Regions from separate parts of the Sus scrofa genome. Here region 1 is linked to region 2. Evidence: chromatin contacts called from public promoter capture Hi-C data. All regions are on one chromosome and are shown on one strand. Each heading gives the region's core, a stretch centred on a gene start, on an enhancer-like site or on the middle of the called end of the contact. The rest is flanking DNA. Distances are from core to core; before and after follow the strand shown.

Region 1 (7,079 bases), core at 1,014-3,513, 140 kb after region 2:
GAGGGGGTGCTGGATCACTGTCTGTAAAATGGGTGAGAAGACCTGAATCCTCCCGATGTGCTTGCTTCCGTGAATCTAGGGGTTGGACGGGGACAACAGGCAGGACTGCAATAGCTGCACTAGGTGGCTGGCTCCGTGGCTTTAATGGTCTCACCGAGAGGCTCCCGACCCGGAGGGTGGCCTGAGGGTTCATTTCTCCAGCTCGGGATGGGGAGGAAGGTACTCACGTCTGCTGGCATTTCTGTCTGTGACTCTGGGGAGTCTTTCTATCCCAGATGCATTTTCGGAGGACACGGGAACCCTGCCTAATGAGAAAGCCATTCATTCTGAGTGGAGGAGGAGAAGAAAAAAAAGCGAAACAAAAGTTCCTTTCCTGGAGTTCCCATCGTGGCTCAGTGGTTAGCGAATCCGACTAGGAATCATGGGGTTGCAGGTTTCATCCCTGGACTTGCTCAGTGGGTTAAGGATCCGGCATTGCCGTGAGCTGTAGTGTAGGTCGCAGACGCGGCTCGGATCCCGCGTTGCTGTGGCTCTGGCGTAGGCCGGTGGCTACAGCTCCGATTCAACCCCTAGCCTGGGAACCTCCATATGCCACGGGAGCGGCCCAAGAAATAGCAACAACAACAACAACAACAAGACAAAAAAAAAAAAAAAAAAGTTCCTTTCCTGGAAACAGGCCACACTGATTATACATTCGTAATAATCAAGCCTGAAGCCCAGCTGTCATGTCCTGAAACAACTCCATTTAGCCAAATTACAGGTGGGCTCTTGTGGACTGCTTATCTTTTCCTGGCTGGCTGTTTTTGTTCCCAAATCTTGGGTGTGGAAAGGTGAGCCGGAAGCCAAGAGGGGTCTGTTCCCTGATTCCCTGGGGTGGCGGCCCATAAAGACGGTGCCCAGAAGAAACGGCCGTGAAGCCTTCTCGGTAACGCTCCTGGGGTGTGAGGGGGGTTGAGGGCCACGGGTGTGTCTGCAAGACGCTCGAATCCCTCTCCACCCTCTGCCAACATTCCGCCTGGTCAGGTTTTGCTGTCAGGAGTCACAGCCTGTTCTCCCAACTTGGTTTGTCTTTCTCCACTTTGTTCTCCGTTTGCCGCTGTGAAGCCCACGGGGGGGCCCAGCCCTGGGAGCTTCCTGGTGAAATAATCGTCTTTCAAGTGTGGGGCTGCTTTTCAGCTCCATCCTCCTTTTTTTGTTGAGTTGGAATCCCCGCCCAACTCACTCCAATAAACGTCTCCTCTGGGCGTTTTCCCCTCAAGACGTGGTAGGAACTCCTGATCCTTTGAGGGAAGAGAATAGGAAGCAGGAGCGAGGCCTTTGGGCAAGTCTGAGTAAACAGTGCTGACCTTGTGTAAAGGGCGCTCATGTCGCTAAACGGCCGTGGAAATACAAAAGATAAGAGGAAGGACACAGCAGCCCTGTCCAAATATGGCCCACTTGAACGCTGGATGGTATCTCGGCCTGGCAGGAAAATTCCAGATGTCCCTCTGGCTGCAGATGTTTCACCTTATCTGCCTCTGCTGATAAACGGAAGACGAGCTTGGTATCGGGAGGTGCTGGTTGTCTGAAGAAGTGCAGCACTGGTGTTGGGGCGCCTCTCTGCCCGCGCCCTAGCCTTTGCCCGACGCCTCGGATACACCCTGACTTATCATTTCACCCGGACCTGCCCTCAGTGGCTTCGTTTGCATGGCTTCTTCCAATGCGGATCCCAGAGGAGCCAGAGACGGCCCGTCCCCTGTGCCTCGGGGTGCTGTTGAGTCACGGGAAGGGGAATTCTGCCCCCCCCCCCCAAAGCCCAAAGCTGCTAGCGACTTTGTTTTTTCTGGCACACTAACTAGGCCCAAATCTCCTGGCCTCCAGTTCACACTCCCAGTGCCTCCAGCAGAGAGAAACGTGGCTCTTGCTCCCTCATGTTTGCACATATGACGAGTCTACTAATAGCTTCTGACCGGTCGGGCAGCCCTGCTTTTGAGCAAGCCAAACACTTGTAACCTGAACGTGGAAACACAGCACAGTTTTGTACAAAGAAGGCTGTGCAGATTTTTAACTCCTTTTGCTCCCGACGGCAGCCTAGGAGAGAACTTCCAAACTTCAGCAGAAATGCAGGACAGAAATGCAAGTTTAAGCTCCAGCTTCTGGGCTGCACACTTGAGCAAGATCATTACAGATAGAACAGAACCTTTGACCCGGGCAGTTCAGGCTGCGCTGGGAGGTGCATCTGGATGGATCCGCCCCGAGGTAGTGTATTTACAATGAGAATTGAAGGAAGAGTTTTGAAACATCCTGTCACAGGATGTACTGACGCGCCTGCCTGAACAGGCGGCGGAGGAAACCGGGAGCGGGTGCGGGATCGGTGACCACACCGCCCTCTGGTGGTTTTCCCGAGAAATAAACGAACGAGCTGCAGGTGGACCCAAGGTCTGCGGCAAATTGACCCCAATCAGCTCCCCAGCGGTGTGTTGTTGAGAGGGAGGAGGCGGCGAGGGAGGGAGGGGGAGAGACGGGAAGGGAGAGGATTCCTGCCCACGGCTTTCACCTCTGGGGCCCTAGCGACGGACCGGCCGACTGAGGTCCAGTTTGGGCCTCGGGGCAAACCCCTTGCCCCAGCTTTCCAGCAAGGGATGCTAGTGACAAATCTTGACTGCGTATTTGGACCAGGGCCCCGGGTTCCTTTCTAGCCGCCGAAGCTTTGCCCCTGCTGCTTCTGGCCTGCATTCCCTTTCGAGGTAAGTCCTTCTCTATGCTGGGGGGCTGAGGGTGGGGGTGGCCCCCAGCCCCTGCAAAGGCTCCTGAGACCAAGCGGCCTCTCTGGCACCCTCCGCTCTTCTCCTGGGTTCTTTTTTTGGGCCTGTCATCCTTTCAAACACTGGGGCTGTGCAGGGCACACGGAAGGGCGCTGGCCCTGCGAGCTCCCCGGCTGCCTGTGGGAGGAATGTGTAGGGCTGTTGCAGCCCTTAGGGCAGGACAGGCATGCGGAGCATCTCAGGCGCTGCTTTTTGGGCCCACGGAAGGGAAGTGTGGGCCGGGGGGTGGGGGGGGCTTCACAAACACCTCGGATCACAAGGCCCTCGGGCCGAGGATCGGGTTCTGAAGCCGGTCTGCTCTTCGAGTCCTTGCCTGCCCGCTGACCCGGGAACAGAGAGGCCTGGGGCCAAGGGATCGTGTGGCCGGCTGTAGATACTCAGAGTTACCGTGGCTCTTCGTCTTGGAGGTGGGTTGCTGTGTTGGTTTAGTCGGATTCAGCAGAGTCGGTAAACACGGGGAGGCAAGTGTGCTGCCATCCGTGTTTTCAGGGCTGGGGTGCAGGGCCCTGGCCCTGGGTTTGCTTCACCCTGGACCTTCCCGGCGTCTTACTTCATCCCAGGAAAGGAAGCGGACCATGCTGGGCGTTTGACTCAGACCCGTCACCGCGTCCCCGGCTGGCTCTCTCGTCACACTCCCTTTTCACTTGGTCATGAGCGTTTGCATGGAACGCTCCTCCTTACGAGGGCACCGGTCAGCCCCCGCCCCCACCCGCTTTCGTGACTCTCGGAGTCTCACGCGGATCCCATGATGTGGTTGACGGTGTCACAGGAGGCTCCGGTTTGGAATCAGGATTTACCCATGATCCTGAGGCGTATCTGGCTCTTGAGGAAAACTTACTGCTCCCCGCAAACACTGCAGCCACGTGGCGGCATCACCCTGGGTCGCTTCCGTCTCCATCAACGTCTCCCGGGACACATGACCGTGCCCCTTGGGACGGGCAACACGTCCCTCACACTCAAGGGGTGCACAGACTAGCCTGTGTGGCCGGTTCTGTGAGCCTGTCCTTGTGTCGGGGTGTAGACGTGCAAGGATTTCCTTTTCCCCGTAATCGCTGCTGCGTCCTCCCCAAACTCTCCGCCTGCGGGCTTGGACGCGCTTGACGGCGTCTCAGCCTGATTCTCCCACTTTCTTCAAAGTGTCGCTGAAATCTCAAGACTCGGGAGTGTTCGTTGTAGTTTCAAAATCATTTTCTGTTCAGAGGCCGCCTCCTGCTCGTGCCCACCCCTCAGGAAGCCAGGCCCCTCCCACCCCCGCGCCCTTGGCTGTGGTGCCCTCTGATGTAGGAGCTGAAGCTGGCAGTGACCCCTCTGGCTGGTCTGCTTCCAGCGAGGTCCTGTGCCCGCGTCTCCTCTCCGTAGGCGGTGGCTGCTCATCTGGCCGACACTGAGCGTCCCACGCAGAAGCGTCTGAGAGCAGTGTCTCTCTGGGGGCGCATGTGCTGGTGCCTCAGGGGTGCCCAGGCCGCCCCTGGCCACGCTCCGGGTGGAGCCCTCCCTCAGGTGCCATGTCCTCTTTCGGCCGTGGTACCCATCGCATCAGGGGAAAGCGAGGCGGCTGAAGCCCGGCCTCCGTCCTTGGAGTCCGTCAGAGCCAAGCGGAAGCTCTTCTTCTTGCTGCTCCCAAGAGGGCAATGCAGCCCACCTTCTAGCACCTTCTCTCAGCTGCAGCATCTCTCTGGCTCCCTCCTCCAGTCTCAACGCTCTGCCTCCGTTCAGACCAGAGCCAGCCTCCGAACCTCACCTGGGCGGTAAGGGCGGGAAGCACCAGCCCAGCTCATTCTTATCCTGCGAGGGCCCCGATTCCACACCCACCTTGTCCGTAGGGGGAGCTGGTGGGCAGACGGCGGCCCCGCTTCAGGACTCTCTCCTCCAAGAGGCCACCCTGTCCGTTTCTCACCCTCCTCTGTTACCAAAGAAGCGCATCTAACACGTGACCGTCTCCAGTTCCTGCTCGAAGGCCTCCCCCCATCCCTAAGTTCCCCAGACGGGGAATGTGGGGTGGAATTTTGTGGTACCTGCAGGCCTTCCTCCACAGGTCTTGACATGAAGTGGGAGACAGACGTTTGCTATGCGGTGACATCCCGGTCCTCGGCTCTGGCGTCATTCTAGAGCCAATCAGTCTGGACCTGGACCTGGGACCTGGGTCTTGGTAATTGAAAAAAAAAAAAAAAAATCCAGTGCTGTTGGTTCACAGCGAAGGTCAGGAAGCTGACCTGACCCCTGGAGGGCGGAGCGGGATCCGCAAGGACACCGAGTAACATTAATCCTGAAGCGAGACGGGGTAGAATAAGGCAGATGTGGTTCTCGAGCTGTGCCTGAGGCTTCTGTGCAAGAAAGTAGGTTTGAGGGATGAAGAATCGGGGAGGGGATTCTTGAACAGCCTTAGGTCCTCCCAGAATCTTTCTTTCCAATTATTTTGTTTCTCTCTTCAAAAAAGACGTGGTGTTTGTTTGTTGTTTGTTTGTTTTTGTGGTTTTGGTTTTGGTTTTTGTTTTTTTTCCAGCTGCATGTGCAGCACATGGAAGCTCCTGGGCTAGGGTTTGAATCCAAGCTGCAGTTGCTGGCCTACACCGCAGCCACAGCAATGCTGGATCCGAGCTGCCGCCATGATCTACACTGCAGCTCATGGCAACACCAGATCCTTAACCAGAGAGTGAGGCAGGAATTGAACCCACATCTTCATGGGTACTAGTCGGGTTCTTAACCTTCTGAGCCGTGTTGGGAACTCCTGCCTATGTCCATTTTAAACCAGTGACCCGCGACAGGTATGGGCTTCTCGTGGGTGGCTTAGCTATTCCTGGAGCAGCGTAGGTCCTGGCGTCGGCCAAGAGCACAGTCCCCAGCAGCTGCTCTCTCACGGCACTTTCACACCATTTTGTCAAATTCTCGTCACCAGTCTGTTTCTCAAACAGGTCTGGGATCTTGTCTTCTTGATCTTTTTCTCTCCATATCCTCCTGGAGTTTATCATCTGGTTAGAGATGTAATATCCTCCCACCCATGAAACACACACACATACATAGACATTTTAAACAGTAGAGGCACGGTATTACTCTTGAACTTGGGCACCCTAACTGAGTCAGCATTATTCATTGCAGCCAGTAGAGCCAGGTCCACTGGAAATGCATTTCTACCTGGTTGATTGGCAGTAGCTTTTCCAGTCGCTTCAGATTTCCTCAAGTTCTGATGTGCCCCCAGCTGTATCTTCCTCTAAGCTACATATTCACTCGATGGTTGATCAACCTGCTACAGATGCAGTAGTGTTGAGAAGGATTTTCATGAAGTCAGAGCACTTCTGAGTCTCTTCTTGACCAAGGAACTTTATTGTCTGTCTCCTCAAAGGTGCCTGGAGCTGCAGTAAAGCAGGCATTTGAAGGTCTCCTGTGCTTCTGTTCCTTTGGCAGGTGCAGCATTGTCACTGGAACAGCTTTTCTCAGGTGTTACCGATCAGAACCATTTGCCAGAGCACAGACTAAATGGAGAGAGGCCACATTGGAATAAACAAGATGCTTAACTCAGGGTGGCTTGGTAGCACTCTCGGTGCTGAGCGTGCGGTGTGCCTGTCGCACTGGGGCACGGAGGAAAACGTGGGGTCTGTCAGTTAAGAGGAAGACCTGGAAAGACTTGTTTCTCAAGTGCTTTTGGAAAGTACTTCAGACAAATAGCCTTAACAGGAAGAGATGCTATGTGGAATAATGAGTTTACCATGTGGTAATGTAGCCAATGAGAGTATAGGTAACTAGTTTGCAGTGCCGGCTCCATTCATACTTCCTCTTCTCAGATATAAACCAATAGCCCTGCTGAAAGGGTGAGTTTAGGTGGTCAGGTTGGCACCGTGGAACCCACACCCCTGTCTCCCAAAGACTGTTCCAGGGATGAAGAAAACTGATCTAAGCTGAAGTGGATTCTATTAGTTTCCTAAATGACCCCAAAATGATAGGTGATGGTGAGTTAGGTCTGGTGCCCCAGTGGGTTTGGCTTCGAGGGGAAGAAAGCAAAGATGACGACACCTTAGCAAGAGAGACTCTCTCGGTTTCCCTCCCATAAACATAGCGCCCAGGGCCCCATGGCAAAGCTATTTCATTGCCATTAGGGACTCAGGCTTCTTTTGTTCTGCTGCTCTGCCATCCTCAGCATGTGCTTTTATCTAGTGGTAAGCTGGCAAACACATCTTCAGTGACTGGGGCTTGGGAGGAAGGAGAGATAGGGAGCGAGTAGGGAAGGGAGGGAGGCTTGATTTGTACCAAATGCTGATTCCTAGACTGGAAATAGTCCCA
Region 2 (6,545 bases), core at 3,040-5,539:
CTCAAATCTGAGGGGTAGCCACCTGCCTACACCACAGCCACAACAATGTGGGATCCAGGCCGTGTCTGCAACCTACACCACAGCTCAGGCAACACGATCCTTCACCCACTGAGTAAGGCCAGGGATTGAACCCGCATCCTCATGGATCCTAGTCAGGGTTTGTTACCACTGAGCCGCAACGGGAACTCCCAACAGATCTTTTTAAACATCTGTTATAGTTGAGGCATCATGGAAAATAAAGCTAAAAGCCTTTGCACAACCCCAAAGCAATTTTTGTAGACAGGAAAAGTTGAACATTGATAAGTTAGACAAACAGGGGCCAAATTTCTGTATTTTTGAGAAAAAGAAAGAAATAGCCTCCAAGCTAAGGCCAAGTTGTGGCCACATGGAGGCTGATGGGTTATTGCACCAGCACACTCTTTGGATGTCACCCTCCCTTTCTAGTCTTTGGTTTGGCAATTTAATTCTTCTCAGGCACATCCGTTAAAGAATGAGCAGTGTCCGAGGAAGACACGGAAACTTCTAGTAATTGTTTCCTTTGGGGGCGTTCTGTCTCTGTCCTAAACCTGTAATCCTCGAGGAGATGAACTGCAGACAGTCTCATTTGTACGAAATTGTCAGTATAGTGTTGGAATAACAGCGACAACAAGATCAGAACCAAGAGGGATTAACGACCGACCACATCATCGTTTCTTACCTTCCACGTTCGTCTAAAGGGCCCCACGCTAAGTCCCCATCACTGGAGAGAACCTTGCATGGACGCTTCTCTTCCGAAACGTCTGATTTCCGGTACGCAGCCCAGATTTTTATGATTAAAAACTGCTGAATGGACAGCCCTGCTTCTGGCTCCGGCAAAGAGCATCCACACCAGGAAAAAGTCCAGAGCCTTCTTGGTCACCATTGGTATTTAGCCAATGTAATTCGGTAACGGAGTAAGATTTAAAATTGGAAAAAAAATCATTATTATTTGCTGATGGTATGATTGTTTACCCAGAAAACTCAAGGGAATCAAATGAAACACTATTGGGAAGAGTGAGAAAATTCAAAATTAGTACAGGAAACTAAAGACTTTTACATAACCAGTTCGAAGCCAAAAAACGAATGAAAAGATAAAATGTATAGAACATGTGAAAGACTTATATGAAGAAAATGCAAACTAGTGAGGGACACACACACACAAAGACATGTCCAATGACAACCCCTGCTCTTGTCTGGAAAGTCCAGCATGACAAAGATGTCCGTTTTCCCTAAATTAACCTATAAAAATTTGGGTAATTCCAATAAAAACACTAAGCTGATTTATTTTGGAACTGGAAAACCAATTCTAAAGTTCAGATGAAAAATAAGCAAATAAAGAGACAGGAAAATTCTAAAAAAATAGAAAAATGAGACGCATTTTTCCATCAGATGGTAGGACATGTTTTATAAGGTAAAACACTTAAAATATGGTACTGATGCATGTATACAATAGTGCCTGTTTCATATAATATACATTTGTTGACTAAATGAGCAGATAAATTTATGGAGGTGACAAAAATCCAAATTGGACCCAAATGGTTATTGGAATTTGGGATGTAAAAAAGTGAGATTTTTTAAAATCATGGAGAAAAGAGGAATTATTTTATAAACAGTGTTGGGACAATTGGTAATCAATCAGAAAAAAAAAATTGGATCCATGCCTCACACTTTATACAGATGAAGTCCAAATATGTAAACGTTGAAAATGTAAAAGTATTAGAAGAAAACACAGGAAGTTAAACAGAAGAATAATTTCTGAGGCCGTTAAAAAGGTGGTTTAATATACTACATAATGATAAAAATGTTCTGTATCACTAAAGCCATGTAGTATAAACACAGTAAAAAGAGAACAAACTGGCAGAGGATTTGCTACTCACAGCCCCCCAAAGTAAATTCGCTACTGAAAAGAGTTTCTACAAGTCAGAAAGGAAACAAAACAACCGACCCCACCCCACTCTCCATATATGCATAGTAGAAATTTTGGCAAATGAAGAGATAGTCTACAAGATATATAAATGGCCTTTAAATACATCAGAATGTGTGCACCTTCAATAAGAAAATGAATGCAAAGTAGACTTAGACAGTTCCATGGTTTCCTCATCAGAAAAGGCAAAACATCACACATCTTGACACCACGCTGCGGTCCGCTCATTCACTGCTGAAGGGGCCGTGAATTGGTACTTTCCAGAGAGTAATTTGGCAGCATCTCTTAAAATTAAAACTGCACAGTCCTTGGAAATGGCAACGCCGCATCTAGGATTTAAGCGACCAGTGTACTCTCTGATGCGTCAAATACCCTAAGTTTAAGAACTGAATCACTGTAACAGCAAAATATCAGGAGCAATGCAAGTGCCTGCCGGGCTATCAGGGGATTGACTCACCAAATGCCATACTCATCTGACGGGGAGCCGCTGGGTCAGCCGGGAACAAAGTCTCTGTCTCTCCTGCAGCCCTGCAGCCACTTTCCAACCACCCTCTTAGGACTCTGCGTTGGTTTTCGCCATACTGCTTCTCACCATCTGGCCCACTGTGTATGTGTCATTGCTTATTTGGTTTTTGTGCATTTCCTATACCCCTTCTCCTGGACTGTAAGTCCTGTGAAGACAGAGACTTTACCTATTTCATCCACTGCTATATCCTCACCGTCTAAGTATGCCTGGCGTATGTATGCAGTCCATAAATACATGAATGAATAAAAGAATAGATAAAAAGAAAAGCTCTCTGGAATCTATTTGAAAGCAGAGAAAGCAAGATGCGGCAGTAGTCTACTCTGTGTAGAACATCACATGTAGACATGCATTTGTGTGTCCGTGCAGAGATGTTCTGGAAGAAGCTGCAGGGAGCTGGTCCCAGAGGTGTCCCTGGGAGCAGAACAGCAGACCTGTGTGGCTGGCCATCGTAAGTCCAAGGGAAACCTGATTTTTCACGCTTTGGCCTTATAGCTTTTGAATATTGTACCCCGTACAGGTATTCTATAATTAAAAAAAAAAAAAACCTAATGTTGAAAAATCTCTGATTTTAAAGAATTGCCTGAAGGAAAGCAGAAGCTTCTGAAAGGGGCAGAGAATTAATAGCCAGAGGCACAAGAGGCAAACACAGAGAGGTGAGTGCCCAGGGGAAGAGGGCAGTGGGAGAGGTTGTTGGCGCCTTGGGTCCTGAGGACGCAAGGAGCCTCTTCCGGGTGTCTGTGTCCCTTCCAGCCCACCTTTGTCTCCCGTGCTAGCCTTTCAGGGGCACCCTCTTCCCCCTTCCTTTGAGGCACTTTGCCTAAGTGGTTCCATCTGCTGGAATGCCCTTTCCTCTCTGGTCTACTTTTAAAAGTCTCCTGTTCAGTCTTGGTGAAGCCGTCTCTCCCCCGTTTGTGCTTGCACAACTGCTTGTCACTTCTATCTAGAACTAAACACCATTCTTTTGTTGACAGGTCTTTTTATGCAGATAGACTTGTATGCTCTCTGTTGTGTGTACTTATGTGTTTATACACCTGCAGGCTCTTCGAAGGCAGGAGGTGTTGTTTGCCTTGCACTCTGTCGCTTACACAGTAACCTGCAGGCGACAAGCCTGACGCACGGTAGGTGTAGCCCTAAAATGTTCACTGAAGAGAGAGGACTGTGATCCATTTCCTTCTGTAGCTTATATGCTGACGTTAAAATTAGAAGACGAGGAGTTCCCGTGGTGGCGCAGTGGTTAACGAATCCGACTAGGAACCATGAGGTTGCGGGTTCGATCCCTGCCCTTGCTCAGTGGGTTAACGATCCAGCGTTGCCGTGAGCTGTGGTGTAGGTTGCAGACGTGGCTCGGATCCCGCGTTGCTGTGGCTCTGGCGTAGGCCGGTGGCTACAGCTCCAATTGGACCCCTAGCCTGGGAACCTCCATATGCCGTGGGAGCGGCCCAAGATACAGCAAAAAGACAAAAAAAAAAAAAAAAAAAAAAAAAGAAGACTCGAGGTCTAGTGGGAGATCAAGGGATTGCACCTGTATTAAGCGGCCTTGGAAAATGCTAGTCCTCCGTACACGGAGGTTCTCGTAGAAGGCCCACCCATAACATTGCCTTGGGTGAATTAAACTTGTAAAAACTTGTAAAAAATTCAATAAATGGTTTTTGCAGTGATATGCAAATTCACCTGAAAGAGGTCTGACCCATAAAAAAGGACGGTCACCAGATTAGAAACATTAGCATATGCAAAGGAAGAATGTGTCCGTCGGTAGCAGAGTCAGCCGCCCCCTTAGCAAACAAGGGCCGGTCGCAAAGGCCCTGGGGAGAGCCATTCTGTTCTGTGCAGTTTGGCAGGACTCTGCTTATTTGCGGAGATAAATGTCTCAGGCGCTCTTAGCAGAGGCCGGTAAACACTGGATTCCTCTCATTAACCCCTCCTGTTCCTTTTCCATATTGACCAAGGAAGCTTCCCGTTTTGCTTTTCACGCCCATGTAGGTCTGCCTTCTTGGCGAATACACACTGTTCACGATGACCTTATCATTCCTGTGTTTCTGACCTTTATTTTTTCATTATAAATCGAGTTATTTAGCTCTTAGACAAATAGAGCCCAGGCAAGTGGGTTACACTCCTGTGACGGTGTCCTTGAGACATGCATACGCTCTCTAAATGCTGACAAAGTCAGGAGCTGTGAATCTGCAAAGCTGAGGATGGAAGCCTGGCTGTGGTACAAGGACCAGCGCACCCTTGCCCAGCCCAGGCCCTCCCCGCCTCCCTGTAAAGCCCCGGGGAGACGGCTTACTTCCAGGGCAACCTTGGGACAGCCATCCTGACTGTGTGCCATTTGACAAATATTTGTACGCAGAGCATCTGCTCTGTGCCAGACCCAAGGCTACAAAGACAGAGGGGAGGAGCTCCTCGGAGAGCCCATGGGACGCGCTTTGTCTGGTCCAGTTGTCCTTAGCCTGAAGAATCCCTGATTAGGAAGCCCTAACGTTTTGATAAAATTAAAAGCAATCTTTCACAGAAAAATGCGCAGAAACTGAGCTGTTTGAATTTTAGATTATCACGTTGAAAATGAATGCCTTTGACAATAAGCTCTGGAATTAGATATGTGTTGAAATAGCTGGCTTTATCATGTACTAGCTGTGTGACACTGGACAAGTTAATCTCTACGTCTCCATTCTCCGATTCGTGAAAAAGATATCATATTGATGTTCCACTCACAGAACTAATTAAAGGATTGCTAGACATCGCATGTGAAGGAATGCCATGATACGCGGCATGCAGTAAGCCATAAATAACTGCTGTAAGGTTATTAAGCAAGATGTTATCTTCATTTAATTAAATCCAAGTGTCTACAAAATAAAACGTAATCTTAACTTTACTCAATAGCGAATTCCAGGGACAGGCTGCTTTTGATTTGAATAAAGGGGCTTCGGAGTTCCCACTGTGGCACAGAGGGTTAAGGAGCTGACTGCAGTGGCTTGGGTCACTGTGGAGGTGTGGTTTCACTCCCAGGCCTGGCCCAGTGGGTTAAAGGAAAGGATATGGAATTGCTGTAACTGTGGTGTAGGTCACAGCTGTGGCTTGGATTCCATCCCTGGCCCAGGAACTTCCATGTGCCAAGGGTGTGGCCACTAAAAAAAGAAGGAAAGAAAGAAAGAAAGAAAGAAAGAAAGAAAGAAAGAAAGAAAGAAAGAAAGAAGGGAAGAAAGAAAGAACGAAAGAAAGAAGTTGGGTTATGGCATCCATGTCATTCATTTAATTTCTGGTGCTCGTTTTAATGGTAAAGAAACCTCTTAAAATAGTGGCTTAATATAGATCAAAGCACATACTCTAAGACTGAGTTGAATGCATTCCTCATTATCACCGCTGTAAATCAGTGGAAACATCTTGTGTGAGATACGTATCACCGAAGCTTTCTGCGGGCTGAAAAGGATGGTGAATTCGTGTTTTAATTAATTCGTTAATTTATTTTTTTCTGTCTTTTGAGGGCTGCACCCACGGTCTGTGGAGGTTCCCAGGCTAGGGGTCTAATTGGAACTATAGCCGCCGGCCCACACCCCAGCCACAGCAACACCAGATCCGATCCGTGTCTGTGACCCACACCACAGCTCTCAGCAACACCGGATCCTTAACCCGCTGAGCGAGGCCAGGGATCGAACCCGCAACCTCATGGTTCCTAGTCGGATTCATTTCCGCTGCGCCACGACGGGAACTCCAATTTTTAATTTTAAAGTCATTTAAACAGAAGTAATATTTGAACAAATTTTACGGTGTTTGGGGTATTGAAGATTTTTACTTGAAGAGAAACTAACAAGACTCTCTCAATGAGCTTCAGACCTCAGCAAGTTGTTCCCTCTCGTTGGGAAGGTGACATGGTTGTTTTCATTCTGTCTTCATTACCTGACGTGGCCGCTGGGCTACAAGAGCTGGTGGGGTTTCTTTCAGCAGCATCTACAATGCTGTCTGCAGAACCTTGGATCAAAAGGTTTATCTTAGTCTCATGGTCAAAAACACCTTTGACATAACAAAACCAGGAATGAAGACCTTCCGGGTAAATTGTCAAGAAGGCTTTCAACTCTCTCTCTG

What was found. Promoter capture Hi-C pulls out the DNA fragments that hold promoters and counts their contacts.
Region 1: a promoter capture Hi-C map of liver shows a contact between it and region 2, with 7 times the contacts expected there. The contact joins two enhancer-like sites. A contact is called at or near these places in 1 of 5 promoter capture datasets (liver), 5 of 47 Hi-C or Micro-C datasets (embryonic fibroblasts, liver and omental adipose tissue) and 1 of 2 datasets of contacts at active chromatin or transcription factors (skeletal muscle).

The regions. Positions count from the first base shown.
Region 1 is chr5:101,817,913-101,824,991 of Sscrofa11.1, forward strand. It overlaps LOC102165008 (a long non-coding RNA gene), which reads left to right. Exons shown (of 4, transcript XR_002344360.1): 1 at 1-2,726. Among named protein-coding and RNA genes, the nearest start is that of PAWR, 130 kb to the left of the region's middle. Within about 2 kb of position 2,264, at least 29 of the 83 cell types and tissues checked have an H3K27ac peak or open chromatin away from gene starts, as enhancers often do. A contact at or near this core is called in liver and omental adipose tissue, where this site is marked.
Region 2 is chr5:101,673,477-101,680,021 of Sscrofa11.1, forward strand. No RefSeq gene overlaps it. Among named protein-coding and RNA genes, the nearest start is that of PAWR, 16 kb to the right of the region's middle. Within about 2 kb of position 4,290, at least 22 of the 83 cell types and tissues checked have an H3K27ac peak or open chromatin away from gene starts, as enhancers often do. A contact at or near this core is called in liver and omental adipose tissue, where this site is marked.